Regions from separate parts of the Mus musculus genome. Here region 2 is linked to region 1. A link is a contact called in public promoter capture Hi-C data. All regions are on one chromosome and are shown on one strand. Each heading gives the region's core, a stretch centred on a gene start, on an enhancer-like site or on the middle of the called end of the contact. The rest is flanking DNA. Distances are from core to core; before and after follow the strand shown.

The links. Capture Hi-C pulls out chosen DNA fragments and counts their contacts.
Region 2: a contact with region 1 is called in a promoter capture Hi-C map of adipose tissue. The contact joins the promoter of Araf here to the promoter of Ndufb11 in region 1. A contact is called at or near these places in 4 of 39 promoter capture datasets (the C10 cell line, cranial neural crest and pre-B cells), 5 of 484 Hi-C or Micro-C datasets (B cells, CD4 T cells, CD8 T cells and 2 more), 4 of 115 datasets of contacts at active chromatin or transcription factors (effector CD8 T cells, memory CD8 T cells, regulatory T cells and 1 more) and 3 of 9 other capture datasets (adipose tissue, liver and pancreatic islet).

What each region holds. Positions count from the first base shown.
Region 1 is chrX:20,616,128-20,621,441 of GRCm38.p6, reverse strand. Ndufb11 (NADH:ubiquinone oxidoreductase subunit B11) reads left to right here and starts at 3,823. Exons shown (of 3, transcript NM_019435.5): 1 at 3,823-4,382. The coding sequence starts at 4,182. Rbm10 (RNA binding motif protein 10) reads right to left here and starts at 3,939. Exons shown (of 24, transcript NM_145627.3): 1 at 3,391-3,939; 2 at 1,328-1,468. The coding sequence starts at 1,344.
Region 2 is chrX:20,845,983-20,851,075 of GRCm38.p6, reverse strand. Araf (Araf proto-oncogene, serine/threonine kinase) reads right to left here and starts at 2,533. Exons shown (of 16, transcript NM_009703.2): 1 at 2,457-2,533; 2 at 994-1,149; 3 at 728-831. The coding sequence starts at 1,089.

The sequences.
Region 1 (5,314 bases), core at 2,574-5,073:
ACGTTTATTGACTGCTTTTTCAAGCTGGGATCTCAAGTAGCACAAGTGGACTTTGAATTCCTGATCCTCCTGCCTCCACCTCCAAATGCCAGGATTACAAGTACCATGTCCAGCAAATTTATTATGACTTTTCTGTAAGAGTTTGGTTTGCCTTTCTGGGCGCCTTTTTTTTTTTTTTTTTTGGTTTTTTGAGACAGGGTTTTTCTGTAGCCCTGGCTGTCCTGGAACTCACTCTGTAGAGCAGGCTGGCCTTGAACTCAGAAATCTGCCTGCCTCTGGGATCAAAGTGCTGGGATTAAAGGCGTGCGCCACCACTGCCCGGCTTTTTATTCCCCCTGGGCTCTCTTAAAATATGGTAGCTAAGTCGCTGATTTCAGAATCACCTGGGGCAGGAATCTACCAGAGTGCTAAAGGATCTTATACTTACACTCAATGTTTCTAAATTTTACCAAGTATACTACTTTTTTTTTTATCAGAGCTGAAGAGCAAAACACAACTAGCTGAAAAGCAAAACAAAACTATATATACCATGAGATGTCACACCCCGTTTTCTCAGCTACTAAGGAAGATGAAGTAGAACTGGAGCTCAAGATTTTGAGACCAACTTAGTTAACAGAACAAGATCCATCTCAAAACCAAACCAAAGCACTTTGTGTATAAACTGGGTGTGGTGGAACACCTGTCACCCCAGGTCTTAGGAAAACCACAAGTTGGCCAGTATGGACTATAAAGAGAAACTGTCTCAAGACAAAAAAAAAAAAAAAAAAGAAAAGCAGGCCTGGAAGATGCCTTAATCAGTAAACTTCTTGTGGTATATGAGGGCATAAGCTTGATTATCCAGTGTCCATATAAAAACACCAGGTGTAGCACATGCCTTCAATCCCAGTGATGAAGAGGTAGAAAAAAAGAGACTCCCTCAGGCTTGCTGGCCAGCCAGTATAGCTAAATCTGTGAGCTCTGGGTTCAATGAAAGACCCAGTCTCAAAAACTAAGATGGAGGAGCAATTGGGTGGACACCTGGCACCACTCTCTGGCCTCCACACCCATATTAACAAAAACCCCACCTTCACGTCCAGTCATGGTACTCATCAGGCTGTTTGGTATCACCTGTAAACTATGTGCTCTTCCATGTAATGCTATACATAGCAAGACAGTCTCTTACAGGGGAGACCTACAGTCATTGTGTCATTCACCTGTGCATTCTCAGAGCACAGATGCACATGTGCTGAAAAGAGTCCATTTCTTTGCTGTGTTGTTTCTCCTGCCTAGAGCGCCCTTCATCCTAAACCAGTGCTCACACTGGGAGGGGAGGGAGGGGATAACTCACCGTCTTTCATACTCCATGTCCTGATAGGAGTTTTAGGGGCTGCTGGGGCCCCTCCTCAGTAGCTGGCTCCTTTCACTTCTCAGCCACCCCTGTTGCTGCCAGCATGATCTGCCCGTCTGGGTGATACCTCCTGCAGAGACTCTACAGAGAATGGAAGGAAGAAAGGGGTCAAGGCAGTTGGAGCAGAGAGGGCCTCCTTGAGGAGACAGTCATTGTCAAGATTCCCTACTGTCCTATAACCCAAGGACATTGTTTTCCATTTCCTCGTGCTTCCGTGCAACAGTTCAGGAAGACAACCCCTACTTGGCTCTCTCTCCTTTTCTTCCCCCATATTCCACTACCCTAGAAAATAGCAAAGCCCTCATCAAACAAAGATATCTCATAAAGATTTGGTGGGGCCACAGGCTATTTATGACCAAGGTTTTGCATTCTTAGACTGGTAGACAAATGTAAGCCCATGGCTGGTTGCTGGGAAGGGAAGGGCAAGTGCTAAATGATTTGCCTAGATTAGGCACATTAGTCACAAAAATAAGACTTTTACAATAATTGGATGGGGTATAGTTGAGGGTAGAACACTTGCCCAGCACATTCAAGGCCCTGAGGTCCCATCACAAAAACTAGCAAAACTCCAAAAGACAATACAGTAGCAAAAGACTTCACAACAGAAGGAATCTCAGACTCCTTTCCATGGGTCAGGGTATTATTTCAACCTCCCAACAAGATGCCAACTATACCCCCAACAAGGCAGTCAGAAACCCTGAAAGGCTTTTGGAGGGGGGAGGCGGCTAACATGGCAACAAGACAGCTGCCACCTCCCTGGGCTTTTTGGCCAACACAGCTCTGATCCTCAACACAGCAAGTAGTTCCGCCCTAATGTGCAGCCAGGTCCCCAGGTGAATCTCTCCCCAGGGAGCTTAGGCTAAGCTTTCCAGAGGCAAAAGGGGCCTCTTTCCCAAGTGGTTCCAAAACATCTTGTTCTACTGAGTGACAGGGACAGCTACTTCATCCAACTTTTGGGACTGCCTTGAGAAGTACAAGATCTGAGAGTGTCATGACCCAACCAGAGATCAAAATTACCCCTGAATCTTTAGCTGCCACCCATTTGTACAGGAACCAAGTAAAGCTAGGCGGGTATAGTACTTGCCCAACGGTAGGTTGCCACAACACCTTTTCTCTTAAGTACCTATTTTCTCTTCCAACTCAAGGATCAGTTAACTTCCCCCAGATGGGGAAAAGAATCACAGGCAGGAACCCCAGTGGATGAGAACCTGACACAAAATGCTCAATGGCAAAAGAATGAGTCTAATTTTGTTGCATACACAGCACAGAAAAGAAACAAAGTTACAGACAAGCCCCCAAAATAGCCAAGGGCCAGGATCACAGGATACCTATAAGAGACACAATTAAACGGATTTCCCTTTGAATATATAGACCTCACTGTTACAGATACAACTCCCAAAAGAAGAAACGCCGGATATATATATTCTCTGCACCCCCTCCCCAAACTAACTAAGTTGGGGTCGATCAGTAACAAGCCTGCTTCCTGATAAGGATCAGAGGTCAGATACAGACCCCAAGGATAAAAACCATATTCACTTTCTTTCTCCGCGCTTGTCACCCTCATTCCCACCACATAAATGAATAGAGGCCGCAGCCAGAGTATTTCCCCGTGGATAGTTAAGTAACAAGGGCAGTCAGCACAACCCTCCTCTAAGAACACCCCCCGCAAAGTCGCAAACACGCGCGTTTCAAAAGATAAAAAGTTCGGTGGGCAAATACAGTAAGTCACAGTACCCCACTCCCATCTGTCTCTCCCTTCCCCCAACCCGCGTGCACCCATCCCGCGTCCCAATCGCGCACGCGCTTTTGCTTTCATAAGAAAAAAGCTGGGGTGGGGGACCATACCCCCTCTTCAGGTGCAGGCTGTGCAGGCATCCCTCAGCTCTGTGCGAACTCCGAGGGTACAGTCCGTCCCCGCGCCTCTTCTATGCACACCGGCCCTCTCCCCCTCCCACGCGCCCAGCTCCTTTACCTCCGATCCCACGACCCGCAACGGCGCTCACCTTCTCGGCCCGGGCTGTCAAGGGAGGGCTCCCAGGCATCACCTCCGCCCGCCACCACCTCCTTCAGAACTGTTAGTTCAAATGGGAGCCAATGCATGCAACTACCAAGTCCAAGACTGGGAGCAAAAAGGAGGAAAGGGGGAGGGGAGACGCGACCGACGCGTTGCCCTCCCAAGGAAACTCGGTGCCACCTCCTCCTAGCCGGCCACAGTCACCAACACAAAATGGCGACGAGAAGAGAGCCGGCGATCCGACCACCATCCACCTACTAAGGGAGCGCGCTCTGGCCGGCCTTGACGATTGGTTGCCGGTCACCATTGGCTGGCCCTGGCATTCTCTGATTGGCAAGCATATGCTACCTCCCCATTCCCTGTGAGAACGGCCCAGGAGTCCAGAAAAAAGAGTAGCTATTGGCTACCCCTAAGAGGCCCGCTCTTTAGAAGCTTGCTGTCCTTTGAAGTTGAAAGACAACTAGAAGCTCCACCTCTTTCCCTACAGGGCCATCTAGATGTCACCGCTTTCTTCTTACGAAGAAAATGAACAGACCTCTCAAAAACAACTCTCTCCCAGACTAACAGAAATGATAACGTTGATTCGGTAGCGACACGGCGTGGGAGGCAAAATAGAGTCCGCACCTCGCCGAACTCGTAAACAAACTTAGGCCGGGGATCTATTTAGCAAGGTAAGGGCGGAGCGACAAAAATCGCGCTGGGATCAACCGCAGCTGCGCACATTGTATTTCCGTCTCCCTCCCCCCCCCCGCCCCCCAGGACTCCGCAGTACAAGCTGTCATGGCGGCCCGACTGTTAAGCTTGTATGGTCGCTGCCTGTCAGCAGCGGGGGCGATGAGAGGGCTCCCGGCTGCTCGCGTTCGCTGGGAGTCCTCCAGGGCTGTAATCGCCCCATCCGGTGTGGAGAAAAAGCGGCAACGAGAACCGACCATGCAGTGGCAGGAGGACCCAGAACCCGAGGACGAAAACGTCTACGCGAAGGTGAGAGGGAGGGGGGAAAACGGGACGCTGTAGGGGCCAATCTGGACCAGGGAAACCAGTGTCAAAGCGGACATTCTCCGGCCCGAGATTTGAGCAGTGGACAAAATCTTCGAATATTCAGAAATTTTGCCTAGCTTGTTTTTCTCTTTCGTTGCCTTATTTGCAGTCAGAAATCACACTGAAAGAGGGCAGCACCCAAAGCATGTTAGAAACTTTATAATTAGGGTAATACTAAACTCTAAGGTAACACGTGCATAATGCCAGGCTGTGCTAGACACTTTGTATCTATTTACTCATCTCAATTCTAAAGTAGCGTGATTTTGAAGTAGGCACTATAACTGTTACTGAAGTAGGCACTGTAACTGTTACAGTGACATAGATGAGGATACTAAAACACAAGTTGCTAGCCCAAGATCACAGCTTGAGTAGGTCATGGAGCTGATTATTTGCATTCAGGACTGAATTCCTGTGCTTTATGGAGAGCAGAGATTCTGGAGTCAGACATCTTGGGTTGAAAATTATTCACTTGTATGACCTTGGACAAGTAATTTAATCTCTTGGTGCCTCGGTTTCTTTGTAAAGTGAGAAAAGTACTAGGAAAGCTAAGAAAAACACACCTGCTTCATATGAGTCAGAATGGTCACTGCAGCTCTTACCACTTACTTCAGAAGTACTCCAAATTAGAAGGTGTTTATTATTGCCATTTCCACTCTACTGAGGATATTGTGAGGTTTGTGTTTTTGAAAAGGCCTAGTATATTCAACATTAACATCTGATTGAAGATCTTAAATTATTATAGGGTCCTATAGAATAAGTGGACCCATAGGAAATTGCCAATATCCAAACATTTTTTTAATCTTTATAAATAGCACTTTCCAAGGATGAAACTTAACAGACAGGGTGAGCACTCCCAAACAAGTACGTGAGGCCAA
Region 2 (5,093 bases), core at 1,284-3,783, 230 kb before region 1:
ACACATGAGGAAACAGGCTCAAGCAATTAGGTGAATTGCCCAAGCGCTAGGCTAACAGGTATACCCACCACTCCCAGATTTAATCCATGATCTTAAGCATGTGGTGAGAGGCAAATGAAACTACATCTCAGGCGTAGTAAGCCAGCACCTGAGACACTGAAACAGGTAAAATGAAAACAGGAACTCCATCCAAAACATTAAGGCACCAAGGAACACAAGAATAGAAAGGTCAGGCAGGCGTGGTGGCGCACACCTTTAATCCCAGCACTCGGGAGGCAGAGGCAAGTGGATTTCTGAGTTCGAGGCCAGCCTGGTCTACAAAGTGAGTTCCAGGACAGCCAGGGCTATACAGAGAAACCCTGTCTCAAAAAAAAAAAAAAAAAAAAACAAACAAAACAAACAAACAAACAAACAAAGAATAGAAAGGTCAATGAAGACCACCAACTCCATGGTGTATGGGGACCATGAGAAAAGAAAGAGCTTGTGACTTCAAGAAATGGTGAAAGAACAAAACAGATGAACTCTGGAAGGTGACAGACTGAGGACTTGAGGGCTGAGTGCATAGTGAATTGCAGACCTTCCAATGGTCAATGAAGGGAAACGAAAGATGTCACCTGGGTTACCTCAGATAGTGGAAGACTCCAAGACAAATGAGGAGGAATAAGATGGCACTGAAGAAAGGAGGTGTGTAGGGACCCAGTGAATGGCATGGGGTTTCCATACTTACCCTTTGATGAGCCTGTAGACCACACAGCAGTCCTGGTTGAGACCCCGCACCTTCAGGGCCTTGTCCAAAGAGTCATAGACACTCATGCCTTCCCGGACAGTCACCTGTGTGTGTGTGTGTGTAGAGATTGGGGTCTTCAGTATCCAATAGGTACCCTAGCCAATTATTCCTTCCCTCTGCAGCATTCATTCCCTAACCCTCGCCACCCTTCTGATCCCACACTACGACTATCTGGAACCCCTGCCAGTACTGCCTGAGTGACTCACCACTGTGCGTTGCTTGTTAGGCAGGTACACTTTGACAGTGCCAACTGCCCGAGATGGCTCAGCCCCACTAACAGGAGGGCCTCGTGGTGGTTCCATGTTGCCTAAGATTGTTTTCAAGATGGGCTGAGGTAGGACTGGGCAGCTGCCATAGGCCTCCTAGCAGAGGACAGAGGAGAAATTCAGAGGTCTAGTAATGACAGCCTGAAAGCAGAGTGGCAGAGGACATATAAAATTCCATCTCCAAGTTCCCACTGTTCCCTAAATCCCACTTTTTATGAACCAGCCCAATGATACTAACCCTTCTCTGCTGAGAATCTCCTATTGCTTATGTCATAGTTGAGTACCAAGATCTGAGACTCACTGCAGTGAGGAGACAGTGCACACGGTTCTGGACAGTGCAGAACACATGACTCTCTAGAGATTAATGGGGAAGCCATTATGTACTGCACTGAAAAATCACAGGTCTCAGGCACACAATGGAAATAAACAGGCTGTCTTAGCTTCAGAGAATGGGTAATCAGACACAGACAGGGGACAGGAAAATGGAGGATCATCAGACCTTGTTTTTAGATTGAAGGAAATGAAGACAGTACCAATGACCTTAAAAGGCACTGTGGGTATTCCAGAGCATAAGCTATAAGGCTAATGGTAGAATCAAAGGTACTGTCAGGTAGCTAATAGAGGTCACCAGACCCTCTAGAGTCCACAGAGGTTCGCCATACCCTAGACTAAAGAGAGATGTAATAAGAGTCACTACAGACTGTGAAAAACAGCTGGATAACAGACCACATTACACACTAAATCAAATGCAGTGGCAATGATGGCTCATCAGAAAACACTATCAAGAGGAAAGGCAAAGGAAGACAATGGTATCCAGATGAAGAAGATGGAGGTGAGGTTGGGGGAAGGGTTTCCAAAAACTGTACCTGATAACTACTGGGGGTCACAAACAGATTACTGGTGTAAACGCACTGTGAAATCATGGAAAGGGATTAGGGTGAACTAGGGATAATGAGGTAATCGTCAGACATCTTCCTAGGTGGCGTAGAATATGAAGGGCAATAAGGAACCATGGGAGAGAGCTGCATCTCCTGGACGTCGTGAGGAAACGTCATTAGACATTTTAAGGGGTTTAAGAATTCACCTTGGAATTTCGCACCCAAGCCCCAGACCCCAGACCCAATTTGGCTCCGTCCCGCCCTCCCCAAGGGCTTCAAGCTCTGTGCAGGTGCACTGCCACGCGCAGCAAGCGAAACCACCACTGCAGCCTGCAGGCCGACTCCTCCATCCACTCCCACGGTCGATGACGACGGTCTCGCCCTGGTCAAACCACTCCTTTGGTTCCGGGCGGGAGAACGCTGAGATTCAGACGGAAGCATCTTGGAGCTGAGCTTTCGGTCTGGACTTCATACCCGGGTCCCGCAGCCGCTCCAAAACCCGAACCCTACCGGGCCTGCCCTCACCTGTCACACCGCTACCACCACCACCGCCTCCATCTTGGGCTTGTCTTCTTGTTTCCTCTCAGTCCACCGCCACCGTCCCTAGGCTTTTTGCTATTGGCTCGCTGTGACTCGTCTCTCCATTCTTATTGGAGGATGATCATGCCCATCAAGACAGGGCCAGCGGAATGTGGGTCGTGTTCCGGATTAGGAGGGGTGGGCTCAAATGGCTGTCTCTAGGGCAAATTCGCCTGTCCTGATTGGCGCGCAGGCGCAGTCAGGGCGACTACTGCGTTTTAAGGACTTTAACCCTAACCGTGCTATAGAATAAAGAAGCTTGTCTTTTTTTGGTGTGCGTGTCAGAGGCACGACTCCATTTCAGTTTTGTATTTTCTGGCCATTTAAGACTGATCTGAGCAAGAGAAACCCTTAAATGCAATTTGGCCAGTAGTGTAAAGCACATTTTAAAGGACTATTCATATATCTTAATTTGATGGTCTTTAAAACAGGGTGGACTCAGACTAAATGATGTTCAGTATTTACCAGCTCTAAGAAACTGTAGTCATAACTTTTGCTAATTAGCGGATCCGTGCTGGAGGTCTGGCTCTAGGGAGGGAGGAAAGGGGTTGAGGAATTTGAAAGACAGACCACAGCTGGCTAGGTGAAGAAGGGAGTGTTGTTCTGGAATGCAATCCTGTGGCAGCCATTTGTGGACATATTTTAGGATGAATATAATTCTTAAACTGAATTTACCCAGGCATCAGAATAAGAAAAGGCACAGACACACACATGTGTATGTACCTACATTCTTTTTTTGGAGCATTTCCTTCAGAAAACTTTTATTTTCTCTGTCTATTGGAGATAGATAGATAGATAGATAGATAGATAAATCTTCCTTAAAAGCTTAGTTCTAGGGTTGTAGCTCAACAAGAGAATGAACCACAAAGCCCTGAGTTAAATTCTCAGCACCCTGCCCCTCCCCAAAGAGTATGGCAGTCTCTTGCCAGTTTTACAACCACAGAAAATTTTCCTAAAGGCCTTGAAACCATCTCTTTCAAATGTAACAACACCCCTATCTCCCTGTCTGATGCAAACTTCCTCTATGTGTCCAGCTCAAAGTTGTTCCTTCTTTCTTCTAAGATATGAGTCTTGGTTTTCCTTTGGATATAGTTAAGTAACAGATGGCCACCCTGACTACTAGATGAATTTAAGAGAAACTCTGTGTCCCAAATGGTACCGTCACGTTTTCTTACTTCAAAACGAGCTAGTAGTTATTTTGAGAACCTGTATGTAATGGGCTGAGTCTGTTGGTTCTATAAAAAGATAAGATTTCTTTCTTTAAGTTCTTTGCAAAAACAGGACAAGAAATAATTTGAAAATCAATCAATCATGAATCCAACAACATCATTTCTAAGTGTTTACTCTAGAGAAATGAAAACATATACCCACATGGTATGCTGGTAAATGTTAACAACCAGCTTTTCAAAAAGAAAACAATTGTAATTTGTAACATTTGTCAGTTGTGGTATAAAGATTCCTACAGTGGATGTTTCAAACTACCAATATGACATCACTGAACCAGAATTAAGAAAGGCCCTAAATTGGCTATGGTGAGCCAACCACAGCCCATTACATATCCACACTAAAACATGTATGCACATATTCAGATTAGCTTTATTCATATTAGGAAATGTAAAAACTAAAAACAAAAAAATACTAGAAACAGCCTTGGTATCCAACAAAAGAATAGACCATGAACTATGACAACGTCACATAATAGAACACTCAGCAATCACAACTATAGAACAGCATAGATGAATTTCCTAGACCTAAGTTTAAAAGAAGGAAAAAAAACCAGGAACTAAAGAGTAATACTATAGTTTTCATTACTATAGTTTTCAATGGAATTCTAAGCCAGGAAAAACCAGTTTATAGTGAAAGAAATCAAACTAGCTACCATTTGGGGAAAGAGTAAAGAGAATATTACTATGGTGTGGATGTGGTCTGTTCTTGTCAAAATTCATGGTGGAATTTTGGTAGCCAGTGCATGGATACTGATAGGTGGGGCCTTTCAGGGGATTGACATCATCCGTGCAAGACTGGATTAGTTCTTGCAGCAATGGATTAGTTCCTGCTCTTCAAACTGACTTATTGGGTTCTAGGGAGACGGCTCAAGTTGGTAAAGTAAGTGTTTCAGGTACTTTCCACATAAAAATAAACCAAGTGTGGTGATCTGTGTTTGTAATGCCAGTGAGAGGAGGAAACAGCAAGATCCCTGAGACTGGCTGCCAGCAAGTCTAGCTGAGTCAATGAGCTCCAGGCCAATGAAGAGGCTCTGTCTCAACAATCAAGGTGAATGAAATCTAGCAAGATGGTTCAGTGGTTAAAGGTGCTTGTGTTGCAGACCAGCTAACCTGAGTTTGATCCCTGGAACCCACAAAAAGGCAAAAGGAAAAATTGACTCCACAAAATTGTCTTTTAACCTCCACATATATACTATAGCACTTGTGTACCCCATTGTGCATGTACAAAATAATAATATTAGTAATAATAGTAAACAAAGTTGATGGCACCTGAAGGATACTGGAAATTGATCCCTTGGTTTTATATACATGTACATATATGTACAGGTGTCATGAATTCACATATATAAAAGATAAC